Regions from separate parts of the Astyanax mexicanus genome. Here region 1 is linked to region 2. Evidence: chromatin contacts called from public Hi-C data. All regions are on one chromosome and are shown on one strand. Each heading gives the region's core, a stretch centred on a gene start, on an enhancer-like site or on the middle of the called end of the contact. The rest is flanking DNA. Distances are from core to core; before and after follow the strand shown.

Region 1 (6,261 bases), core at 3,271-5,770, 79 kb after region 2:
TAGATAAAATATTGAAAATCTAAGCCTACTTGCTTACTTGTAAATAAACGGAAGTGCTTTACTCACCCAAATAAACAGTTTTCAGAAGAGAAATCTGTTTAGAGTAACATCCAGCACTCGTTTGACTTTATAAGAAAATGTACATTTTGTTTACTTAGGCACTTCTTCCAGCTTCCCTGTTAGAAGAAGGGAAACATGGCGACATCCTTGCTCACTATAAAGTAGGCATTCTTACTAGTGTCACTTAATGCGCCTTATAATACAGTATATCCTACTATCAGTGAATCACCATGGATGTAAAATCACAGTAGTGGTTATGAATATTATGGAGGGATTTACTGTGCAGTTCTGCTATGATTGGATTGATATGATTTATGGTTTGATTACGGACCTGGAAACAAAAAAACTTGGCTGGACGTCTTTAGGAATCGTTTTTTTTTATTGTTATTTTATTTTCATGCCCTTAATTTTCTTGTGCAGTTGTTTCTATATTTAAATGAAATAGTTTCAGGCAGGCTTGCATAAAACGTGGGATAGTTGTAATTGTGTTAATAGTGATAATTGCATTGCCCCCCTCCTCGCCTCAATCAGGCACTCTCTCTCTCTCTCTCTCTGCCCCTGTGGACACCCCTGCTCCTATGGGGATTAGTGGTTCTTAATGGCTTGCAGATGCTCAGTGCTGGTACAGAAGTGCTGTTGGAAAATGAAAGGCCGTGTCTGCATTAATGTGAGGATTGAGCTCTGGTCTCAGCATTATGTAGCTGGCAGCGAGCCAGCTGACCAGACAGAGACGGACTAATGCAGACACTCAGACTTGACTTAGCATTTGCTTCTTCTTAGAACTGAGAAATGCACTAAATAAGAGACCTGTGATGTTGGATGTGAGCCGTAGGCTTTGTGTGGATGAGTGTTTTTGAAGTGTGAAGGTCTGGAAGAAGAAAAGTGCATGACCTTGTGCTCCTTTCATAATTTTCCATTTTTTGTGGATAAAATCTTCCCAATAAACATTACGCTAAACGTAATTATTGTAATTTTAAGACCATTAATTGCAACTGATATAATAATAATAGAACAGCATAATAAAAGCAATCGTAATCAAGATTGGGAAAATAAATACTTTGTTCTTCAACTACTGCAGTCCATAATGTGTTTATAGGCTGTAGTCGCAGTTATTGGTATATATACGTATTGGTATAAGCATTTAGCATGACTGTCTAAAATACTGTTCACCATTATACTAGTGCATCTCAAATCAATTGAATATCTGTGAAAAGTTATTTTTATTTCAGTAATTCAGTTCAAAATGTGAAACTCACACATTATATGGGTGTATTACACACAGAGTGATCTATTTTAAGAGTTTGTGTAATATATATAAATTAATAATTATTTGTATTGTTGATGATTATGGCTTACAGCCAATAAAAACCCCAAAAAACAATGTCTAATTAGAAATGTTTAATATTGTATAAGACAAATTGGTACTTTTGGCAGTGTGGGCAGTGTGCCAAATCCTGCTGGAAAATTAAATCTGCATGCTTTCCTCTGCTGACAAGTTTTATGGAGATGAGGATTTCATTTTTCAGCAGGACTTGGCACACTGCCCACACTGCCAAAAGTACCAATTGGTCTTATATAATATTTTAATCTATCTATCTATCTATCTGTCTGTCTGTCTGTCTGTCTGTCTGTCTAAAAAATAAATAAACACTTAAGATAGATCAATCTGTGTGTCTCACATTTGTGAAACAAAGTAACTTTTCAATCATATTTAATTATTTATTATCCACTAGTATATTTGAACAAACAAATATACAAATAAACACAATAGATTATTTAATATCACAATTATCACATATTATTGAGGTAATATCCATAACTGGCCTGGTCATGTTGTTTCCTTGGCTCAGTCATATGACTGTGAATTCAGCCCGCTAGTCTGTGTTTGTGTGTGATGTTTACAGACATGCTTTACTCCGCATAGTAAATGTGTGCTGGGCTTCTGTCCATCCTGGCACTGCTGGATCTGTCCATGTGGGCACTTCTGACTGATGGGTGAGCTCTGGCAGGAATGTGGTGTTGGATTACAGTGTCTAAACCAGAGAGTGCTCTCACTGCGCAGAAAGAGAGAGACAGAGACAGAGACTCGCTCAGCAGCACAAAAGCTTTTTAAAGAAGGCCTGAATTTTCTATTTCCATATAGAACCACTCATCTGACATTACAGTAAACACTAATGTAGTGAAATAATGTGGGAATTCCCCATATTAAGTATAGGAAGTAAGTTGTATTGATTGGGAAGAGTTTTATTTTTCGATTTTTATAATGCAGATAACACAGACAGACCCTCAGAATTAAAACACTAAAACATATTACACTTTAGATTCACAGAGATGCATAGAATTGTGGTTATTTGTTGTAAATTTCTGCTTATATTAGACCTTTTTTGTAATTTATTTCAGTGTCAATTAAAAAAATATCAACATGCAATGTTTAATTGCTTGTATTATGGTTTAATACACACTAATGCATACAGTATATATGTGATATAGTATATATATTGCTGTTTTTAGCAAAACTGTCCAGTATCATTTATTTTACTTTAATCATGGTTATATGGAGATATATGTTGTGCATTATTATTACTATCATAAAATTCTGGATCATTGACTTCTGTTACAAATCTGATCAGATTCTTGTATTTTTTAATATCTCAGTTAGGGGTGTGCCATATCATATTGCATGCAATAATAAAATAAAATTTTCATTTTGTTGCAGTAGTGTATTCTTGAAAAAAAAAAAAAAAAAAAAAAAAAATATATATATATATATATATATATATATATATATATATATATATATATATATATATATATATATATATATTAATTCTGTGTTTTGTCATATCGCCAAGAGTATTGTTATGGCAAAAATACCTTGAAATATTGAAATATTATTTTAGGGCCATATCGCCCACCCCTAGTTACAGATATTTTTAATGTTTTTAACCATATTAATGCCTCGTCTCTGCTGTTTGTGTTCCTCCAGGACCGTAAGCTCTCCAGGTCAGAGCGGCAGCGCTTTAAAGAAGAGGCAGGTATGCTGAAAGGTCTGCAGCACCCAAACATCGTTCGTTTCTACGACTCCTGGGAGTCTCCCTCCAAAGGACGCAAGTGTATCGTGCTGGTGACGGAGCTGATGACTTCAGGCACCCTAAAAACGTGAGTAGAACATCAGTGCCTTTAACAAGCATGCTGAATCACACTCAGCCTCATTAATCTGACTGTAAATCATACATAATTTTGTACCCAGGTTTGTTTCAGAAGTATTGTGAAAGGTTTTCCAATCAGTTATTCATTCTCAAAAGCACAGCATTGGTTTTAATGTAAAGGGGACAGTTTATACCTCTTTTTACACAAGTTAGAATAGATCCATGGGCTACACAAAACATTTTCATGAAGTTCTTTGCACAAAATCACTTTCACATAAAGATAAAGATTTCACCAGATCTATTCTCACCAGTTTTTAGACCCTTGTTCAGAATAAGCCGTTTAAGGGCTCTGTCACTTTTATGCAAATAAGCTGTCGGTGGCTACGCCACATGTTTACGCTGGGCGTTTACCACACATTAGTGTTAGCTTGTGCTAAATGGGAAAACATGATCTTATTTTCCACAGGTAGTAGGTATAGATCCCTCCCTCAGAAGAAGTCTAATCGCTAATCTTACTGTGTACTGTACTGACGTTCTCAACCAAAATTGCTGAAATGTTGTTTCGTCAACTGATCAAGTGGGTGGGGCTCAGATGAGGGTTGGAGCCAGGGTGGTTCTATGCAGGTTGCCAGGTTGCCTTATCATGACGTCACAATAAGGAAGCCATTCAGATGGTTCATAGAAGCAAATTATTTCTAACACCAAATTATTTTAGCTGATTCACAGAAAATGGGTTTATATAGAGGCATCCAAAAAGTGAGTTTTGCATGGTATATTGTCTTTTAATTGTTTATATGGAAAACATGGGGCAGGTTAATTTTCACAATTGCTAGATAGCAGGGTTATACTCTTTCATGAGCTAAAAAGTATACCAACAGTTTTTCCCCAAAAAAGATAAAAAATGACGCATTATATTGTCTTGGTTACAGTATGGCAATACATTAAATCATAACCCCTATATCATGATGCGTATTGTTGTGTTATCAGGTTCTTTTATTGATTACACAGCTCTACTGCTATGTCATGTTCATATAAAGCATTTTTAACAGTTTCTCCTTTTGTACTGAGGTAACTCTGAGGTTACTTGCGTAACTTTAGCTTTGTTGGTTTTGTACATGTTCATGTTGTTTACCCCGAGGGCGTCAGGAATATTGTTCATGCCCTGCAGAGTGTGAGAACTCATTTACAGCAGACAGAACAGCTTCTTTTCACCTAACTGGAGCTCGCGAGCCGTGTGAGTCCGCCGCTGATCAGAAACAGCAGACTAAAAAGGCCGGTTATTGTCTGTTCGACTGTTATAAAACACAGATTCACAATAGAGTGGATTTACGAAAGTCCCCGCCGGTGGTGCAGGAGGAGAGCGGCGTGCCACCTCCATGTGAGAGGTGCACTGTGGGTCGCTGCCCCCTCGCCAGCTGCTGCTGCAGCAGATTCCACACATTCCTGATCTGTGAAGAGTGGAAGAGGCACTACTGTAGACCTGACCAAACAGAGCCCAGACTCAGGGTCAGCAGCTCCCTCATGTGGACGTGTGGATTCTGACACACACACACACACACACACACACACACACACACACACACACACACACACACACACACACACACACACACACACACTCTCTCACTGCATTTATTGGGGTTTTTCCATTAACTGTTTATTGACTAGGGATGTCCTGATCACATTTTTTCCCACTTGAATCATCCCAAAAAGAAAGAACTCATGCAATTTGTCAAAAAAAAAAAATATTATTTAAGAGCCACTAAACCCTAAACCATATATTATTTTCATTAATAGCTGAAATGTGTTCAAATAAGCTTTGAAAAAATACTTTTATTTTGCTAATTTCTGCCTCTGCAGCGCCCCCTCACAGGTTTAACTGTGCTATAGGTGAGGATGAAGCTCAGCCAATCAGCTCTCCCTCCTGCCCTGCCTCTAAACCCATACATCACCCAGTCCCCCTACTGTGTTGTGTGTGCATGTAAGCCTCCAATTTTTCTTTTTGGCTTTTTTAAATTTGAACAGTAGGAATCTAAAATATTAATGTAAATTAACCACTCAGTCTTTGTCAATCAATGAATTAATCAATCAATCAATCAAGCTTTATTTGAAATCGGCAGTACATTAAGGGTGACCCTCATTTACAATGCGGCCAAGCATTTACAGTATAAAAGGGGTTAAAAACATTGGATAAGAAATTAGAAATAGGAAAACAAATAAACATTTTAAATAAATAAGTTTATTGTAGATTAATAAAATGTATGTATAAAAAAGAAAATCTAAATAAATTAACATAGAAATTAAAACATAAAAAGTAAAGAATTTCTCAAATTTAAAATATAGAAAAAAGGATCATAGTAAAAGTAAATGATACAATAAAGTGATGATGATGATTGATAAGAAATGGTATACAAGATATACAAATATACTTATATAAGATTCTTTATCAAACATGAAGACTTGCGCTCTGACACAGGATGCTCTTACCACGTTTTTAATCCTACCTTGTGCTTGTGCTTATGTTTGTCGTGTCGGCTGGTCATGCTGGTGCTGCACAGGGCGTGCTGAGTTCATGGTGAGCGGATGAGCCTGCAAGGGGATCCCCCTCCTCCCAGTCCCAGTCATGCACAGTTAAGTGTCTGTGTCTGGCCTGTCTGAGCACTAATCACACGCCTCACAACAGCACAGCACCACCATGACCACAAGCAGAGTGAGGGGCCGAGTGTGAAGGAGAAACCATCAAAATGAGATGAAGAATGAAGAAAGCAGCAGACTGTGAAAAAACTAAACTAATACTAAAAGCTAAATCTGGTCCAGTCCTGGTCTTGCTAAATTACCACTCCTAGCCCTTATTCAACTCACCTGATGATCCCATTAATGAAGGAGCATATGTTTAGGAGCATCTCAATTAGTGGTGGGGCGATATGGCCCTAAAATAATATCACAATATTTCCTGGTATTTTTTGCAGTAACGATACTCTTCGCAATATATAACAAAACACTACTGCAATAAAATAAAAAATACATTTTATTACTGCATATAATATGATAT
Region 2 (6,100 bases), core at 3,237-5,736:
CCTTCAGCATGACCGGTTTGGCAGTGGGTCAGTAATGGTGTGGGGTGGCATTTCTTTGGAGGGCCGCACAGCCCTCCATGTGCTCACCAGAGGTAGCCTGACTGCCATTAGGTACCGAGATGAGATCCTCAGACCCCTTGTAAGACCATATGCTGGTGTGGTTGGCCCTGGGTTCCTCCTAATGCAGGACACTGCTAGACCTCATGTGGCTGGAGTGTGTCAGCAGTTCCTGCAAGATGAAGGCATTGAAGCTATGGACTGGCCCGCCCGTTCCCCAGACCTGAATCCGATTGAGCACATCTGGGACATCATGTCTCGCTCCATCCACCAACGTCACGTTGCACCACAGACTGTCCAGGAGTTGGCGGATGCTTTAGTCCAGGTCTGGGAGGAGATCCCTCAGGAGACCATCCGCCACCTCATCAGGAGCATGCCCAGGCGTTGTAGGGAGGTCATACAGGCACGTGTAGGCCACACACAATACTGAGCCTCATTTTGACTTGTTTTAAGGACATTACATTAAAGTTGGATCAGCCTGTAGTGTGTTTTTTCACTTTAATTTTGTGTGTGGCTCCAAATCCAGGCCTCCATTGGTTAATAAATTTGATTTCCATTGATGATTTTTGTGTGATTTTGTTGTCAGCACATTCAACTTTGTACAGAACAAAGTATTCAATGAGAATATTTCATTCATTCAGATCTAGGATGTGTTATTTGAGTGTTCCCTTTATTTTTTTGAGCAGTATATATATATATATATATATATATATATATATGACTCCGCATAGCGTAGCAGCTGGTGCCAGGAGGCAGGCTATGCGGAATTTATGTATATATATCAGCTAGCTCAAAATCCTTCTACACATTAATTTGGGTATGTGTTAAAGTATGGAAAAATGCATATGATTTCAATTATGATCACGTTACATAAATGCTACAGAATGCTAGCACGGCAGTTACGTAAAGACATAGTCCACACTTTACATTCTCTTCGTCGATGTGTGCTGAAAACAGGAAGGCCAATTACTGCCTCGTCCAGGCGGGGAACAAAGTGTACACATACCACAGGCACATACGTCTCAAACACGTACACATTCTGAGATGCAGATCTTTGCTGAAGAGCGCAGCAAGTGAACCAGTACTTTGCAGTCTTACCGTACATAATTAACCTCTGTCCCTGTGCCACCTCCAACAGCCCCCAGGCCTGCTGAGAAGTAGCTGTGGGGCCTCTTCTGCAAACCAGAGGGGTAATATATGATCCTATAAGAACCTACACATGTGGGCCATATGAGGGACCGAGGCTGGTGCATGAGGAAATGAGAAAATGGAAACGACCAGTAATTTTAGCATGTAGAAATGGACATGTGGGGCACAGAGTGGTCCAGCGGTCTAAAGCGTTGCCACTATGATCGGGAGATTTCTGTTTTGAATCGTGGTCATACAGCTCTCCATCAGCTGCCGAAGTCCTGAAAGAGCACAATTGGCATAGCGGTGTGTAGATGCTGCTCTTTTCCTCCACATCCCTTCCAGGGTGATGTCAATCAGTGCAAGGCGTCTGTGAGCTGATGTATCGGAGCGCTGTGATGCACCTTGGCAATGATGCATCAAAAAGAGGCGGAGTCTGACTTCACATGTGTTGGAGGAAGCATGTGCTAGTCTTTACCCTCCTTATGTTGTGGCATCACTAGTGATTAGGGATATACAGCTGAGTAGAAGCTGAAAACAGAAAACTAGAGAAATTCAAATAGAGAGATTTAACTTAACCTTCTTGTTTTGACGCTCCCTTATAAGGACCCCACAGGACTGCATGTTTTATTGATCAGACACAGTAGTGCTGCTGGAGTTTTTAAACACCTCATCGTTACTGCTGGACCTAAAATCATGAACCATTAAGACTATCAACCAGAAACAGACATCCCAAGTTGCAAAAATTAATTTCAGGGAGGGACCCCTGGACATGGACCAAACCCCCAGCCCCCACCACCCCAGGACCTGGACGTGGACTACCACAAAACCCAACCATACCGCCCCTAAAATAAAAAAAATGACTGTCAGGGTGCCTGCATTTCCTTAAAAATTCTTAAAATATCTTACATTAAAATTCAAGTAATTACAGTCTTAAATTGTCTTAAATTTACTGTAAATTTGCTGTAGGTAAGACATTTTCAGACATTTAATGCCGGCGGGAAAGCACAAACTTTAGCGGTGAGTTAGCTAACGTTACTGGGAAGATAACTAAGGTTAGTAGAGAGCTAGCTAACATTAGCGGTGTGTTAGCTATGTTACCGGGGAGAGAACTATGGTTAGCAAAGAGCTAGCCAACACAGTAACATCAGTTGTGAGCTAGCTTACATGCTAAAATATTAACTTTAGCGGTGAGTTAGCTACGTTACCGGGGAGAGAACTAAAGTAAGAGGAAAGCTAGCTAACATTAGTAGCTAGCTAGCTAACATGCTAACATTTGCGGCTAGTTAGCTACGTTACCAGGGAGAGAACTAAGTAAGTGTCATAACAAAGGGGAAACAAAAGATAACAGCAAAAGATAACAGAACTTCTATCTCTGACTTTTATCCACAAGGTGGACAAATTAGGTAGGAGTGTCCAATTAGGTGGACAGTCAGCCGACACCGTGTTTAAAAACTCCAGCAGCACTGCTGTGTACCTAATATCCAGCAAAATTACAAACATTTTGACTGTACTAATACATGCAACATAATATAGTGCATAATATGAAAGCATAATGTGACTTTTTTAAACAGTGTATCACATATTAGCACGAGGTAAAGATTACACAGTGTGATTTCAAGCTTTTGCCATTTGCGTAAGCTTTGTGTGTGTATATTTATACAACCATTAACAGTGTAAAGAGGATTAAGGTAAAAGATACGCTCTGGAAGTGGGTCATTTGCAAATTCTATATTACTGTTTGATAAATGGGCTTTAACATCCTGAGTGATTTCTTCCTGCTCCATCCCATAACCTGACCTTTCATGACATTTGCATGCACTGTTCATACAGCACTTGGTGCATATAATGTAGTTGCTCACTCCGAACTTCTAAAAGTATTTAAGAAAAACAACAAATTAGAAGAATAGAGAACAAACACCAGTTTCTAACAGATGTGGGAAAAGGTTTCAGGAGAATTTTCCAGTCCAGTCCACATTACCTAAAAATAATGAGATAGCAATTTACTTAATAAGAAAAAAAAACATGCTATTTTTAATATTAAAAAAAATCCTCCTTTTGAGATACTAAGTCATTATTTTGAGATTCTTCTGAGATACCGAGACATTATTTTGAAATAAGTTGAAGCTTTGCAATCTACAGCTTTGCAATCTACTAAATACTGAGATAGCAATTAACTCAATGATAAGAAAAGAAATACAGGCTATTTTTAAAAATACTTCTGAGATACTAAGTCGTTATTTTGGGATACAAGCTCATACATTTAAGATACTAAGACATTATTTTGAGATACTTCTGAGAAACTAATATATTATTTTGAGATACTATTTAACTATATCATTATTTACACAAGCTCATACTTCTGAAATACAAAGATATTATTTTTAGATACTTCTGAGATACTAAGATATTATTTTGAGTTACTTCAGAGATACTAAGATATTATTGTGAGATACCTCTGAGATACAAAGACATTATTTTGAGATACTAAGACATTATTTTGAGATATTATCGCATTATTTTGAGTTACCTCTGAAAAACCAAGACATTATTTTGAGATACTTCTGAGACACTAAGGTATTATTTTGAGACACTATCTCACCATTTTTTTTATTTTATAATAATTTTATTTCTCTGGCTCAGCTGTGCAACCTACTGCTACCTCTAAATACTGAGATAGCAATTATGATAAGAAAATCAAGAAAATACATACTATTTTTAAAAATACTTCTGAGATATTAAGTCATTATTTTGAGATACTAAGACATTATATTGAGTTACTTGTGAAATAACAAGACATTATCTTGAGATACCCCTGAGATACTAAGACATTATTTTGAGATATTAACTCATTATTTTGAGTTACCTCTGAAATACCAAGACATTATTTTGAGTTACTTCTGAGACAATAAGGTATTATTTTGAGACACTATCTCACCATTTTTTTTATTGTATAATTATTTTATTTATCTGGCTCAGCTGTGAAACCTACTACTACCTCTAAATACTGAGATAGCAATTAACACAATGATAAGAAAATCAAGAAAATACATACTATTTAAAAAAAAATATTAAACAATATTAAGTCATTATTTTGAGATACTGTCTCAATGTGTCATTGTTTTCTTTCTCAGGCTCATCCATACAATCAACGCACTGTTATCTCAGAATAATGACTTGATGTATTGTTTATCCTCACAACTCTACCCACCTCTGCTGCGGCTGATAATCATGAATGAAGCCCCCCCCTCTTCTCACCGTGTGTTTCTTTAAGGTTTGCTACAGTGTTGCACGCGGTGTGATAGAAGTCCGCCGCTGCTGTGTGTGCGGAGGGAAAGGCGACCCCCCTCGGTGTGTTTGATAAAAGCCCGGCTGAGGCTCTTGTGGGCGGGGAGCTGGAGCAGCTCGTGTCGGCGCAGCCTCCAACGTGACACACTGGAATAAGCATCAGAAGCGATAGAGAGAGAGAGAAGGAGAGAAAGAGAGAAAGAGAGACCAGCTGCTCAACAACACAAAGCGTACGTTTGGACTCTAAACGTTATACAGTGCGGGGAAATGCTGAGATTTGATCTGCTGCTTGCTGGTTCTCGGTAGGATAGGCTCTCTGACTGTGTCCACCGTCCAGGAATTACACACAGTTTCACCGGCCAGACTGAACAGAGGAGACGAGCTGCAGTGGATGTTTGTTTTTTCGCTGCATTGTTCATGGGAAAGGCGATACGGAGAGACTGCGAGAGCGAACTTGAGAGAAACCAGCCAACCTGAAGATCTGCAGGACTGGGTTTAACAGCTGCAGCAGTATATCATTGGCCTGTGGGAATATAAGCAACATTTTCAACCCAGCATTAACAACATTAACCCAGTCGTTTGCAGAGCTGCTGTGGCAGTAGGCAGTAGCTGTAGTGCCTGTGTGTATGTGTTGAACGGCATGTCCTGCAGGAAGGATTTCTCCTAAATTAGATAGTATTAGTACCAAGTAATAATATGTATTCGGTTATTTAGCTAGCTATGACTTGTTGGTACTGTTATGGCTAGCTATCTAACCTAACTTAACCTAACCTAGCCCAACGCAGCAAGCTCACAGTCTGCAGTCTTTAGGTTAGCTTGGTTGGGTTTTTCCTTCTTCCTCACACTACAGACTACTGCTGTTGCTGTCTGTCTGTCTGACTGTGTGATTGTCTTTCGTCTTGTCTGTTTCATTGGAGGAGGATGACACCAAAGGATGGATAACACGATACGAAAGGTAAACTTGAATGTCTTGTCTTATCTTTTTCCCTATCTGACCTACCTACCTATTGGATCTTTCTATCTAACGTTATATCTCTAGCATTAGGTCTACCTACATACCTAGTTACCTGCTGGCTTGCTGTGTTGTGATTCAGCAACGTGGTGAGACAGATCCGTAGGGCTGCAACGATTCGTTGACATAATCCACAAAATCGTTTTAACTGCACTGTGCACTAAACTACACTTGAAAACGTAGCTTAGCTAATGAGGCAGGGGTTAAGTTTCCTAAGTTGTTCACTCACCCAGTTCACATACCTAATACATAGCTAGGTTACATTTGATTTAAGCTTAAAAGCTATTAAGTCTTATTAACCTAGTTCGCCATGTTAAGACATATTTAACTCTTTATCAGCCACTTTTTACACGCAATTTGCTTAAATAGCTTATTATTATTATTTGCGATATTATACATTAAGGCAGTGACTGAACAACAGGGTGAAGAGACTTACAGGTGTGCAAGCTTGGGCAGGTGAGGGGGGATTGGAGAAATCGATTAGTCGATTATAGACTAATCGAAAAAAAAAAACATAACAATTAGTGAGCAGTCCTATGGAGTGTGTTTACGGGTTGACTAGGACTGCCACTAATGATAGTAGAGTCAACTAATAAGCATTTTTTCAACTATTCG

Evidence for each region. Hi-C and Micro-C count contacts between places; a contact is called where the count stands out from the background.
Region 1: a contact with region 2 is called in a Hi-C map of muscle, with 13 times the contacts expected there. The contact joins the enhancer-like site here to the promoter of wnk1b in region 2. A contact is called at or near these places in 2 of 3 Hi-C or Micro-C datasets (both in muscle).

What each region holds. Positions count from the first base shown.
Region 1 is chr2:5,411,486-5,417,746 of AstMex3_surface, forward strand. wnk1b (WNK lysine deficient protein kinase 1b) reads left to right here. Exons shown (of 33, transcript XM_049475036.1): 3 at 3,047-3,219. Among protein-coding and RNA genes, the nearest start is that of wnk1b, 77 kb to the left of the region's middle. Within about 2 kb of position 4,521, the one cell type or tissue checked has an H3K27ac peak away from gene starts, as active enhancers do.
Region 2 is chr2:5,332,763-5,338,862 of AstMex3_surface, forward strand. wnk1b (WNK lysine deficient protein kinase 1b) reads left to right here and starts at 4,487. Exons shown (of 33, transcript XM_049475036.1): 1 at 4,487-5,428.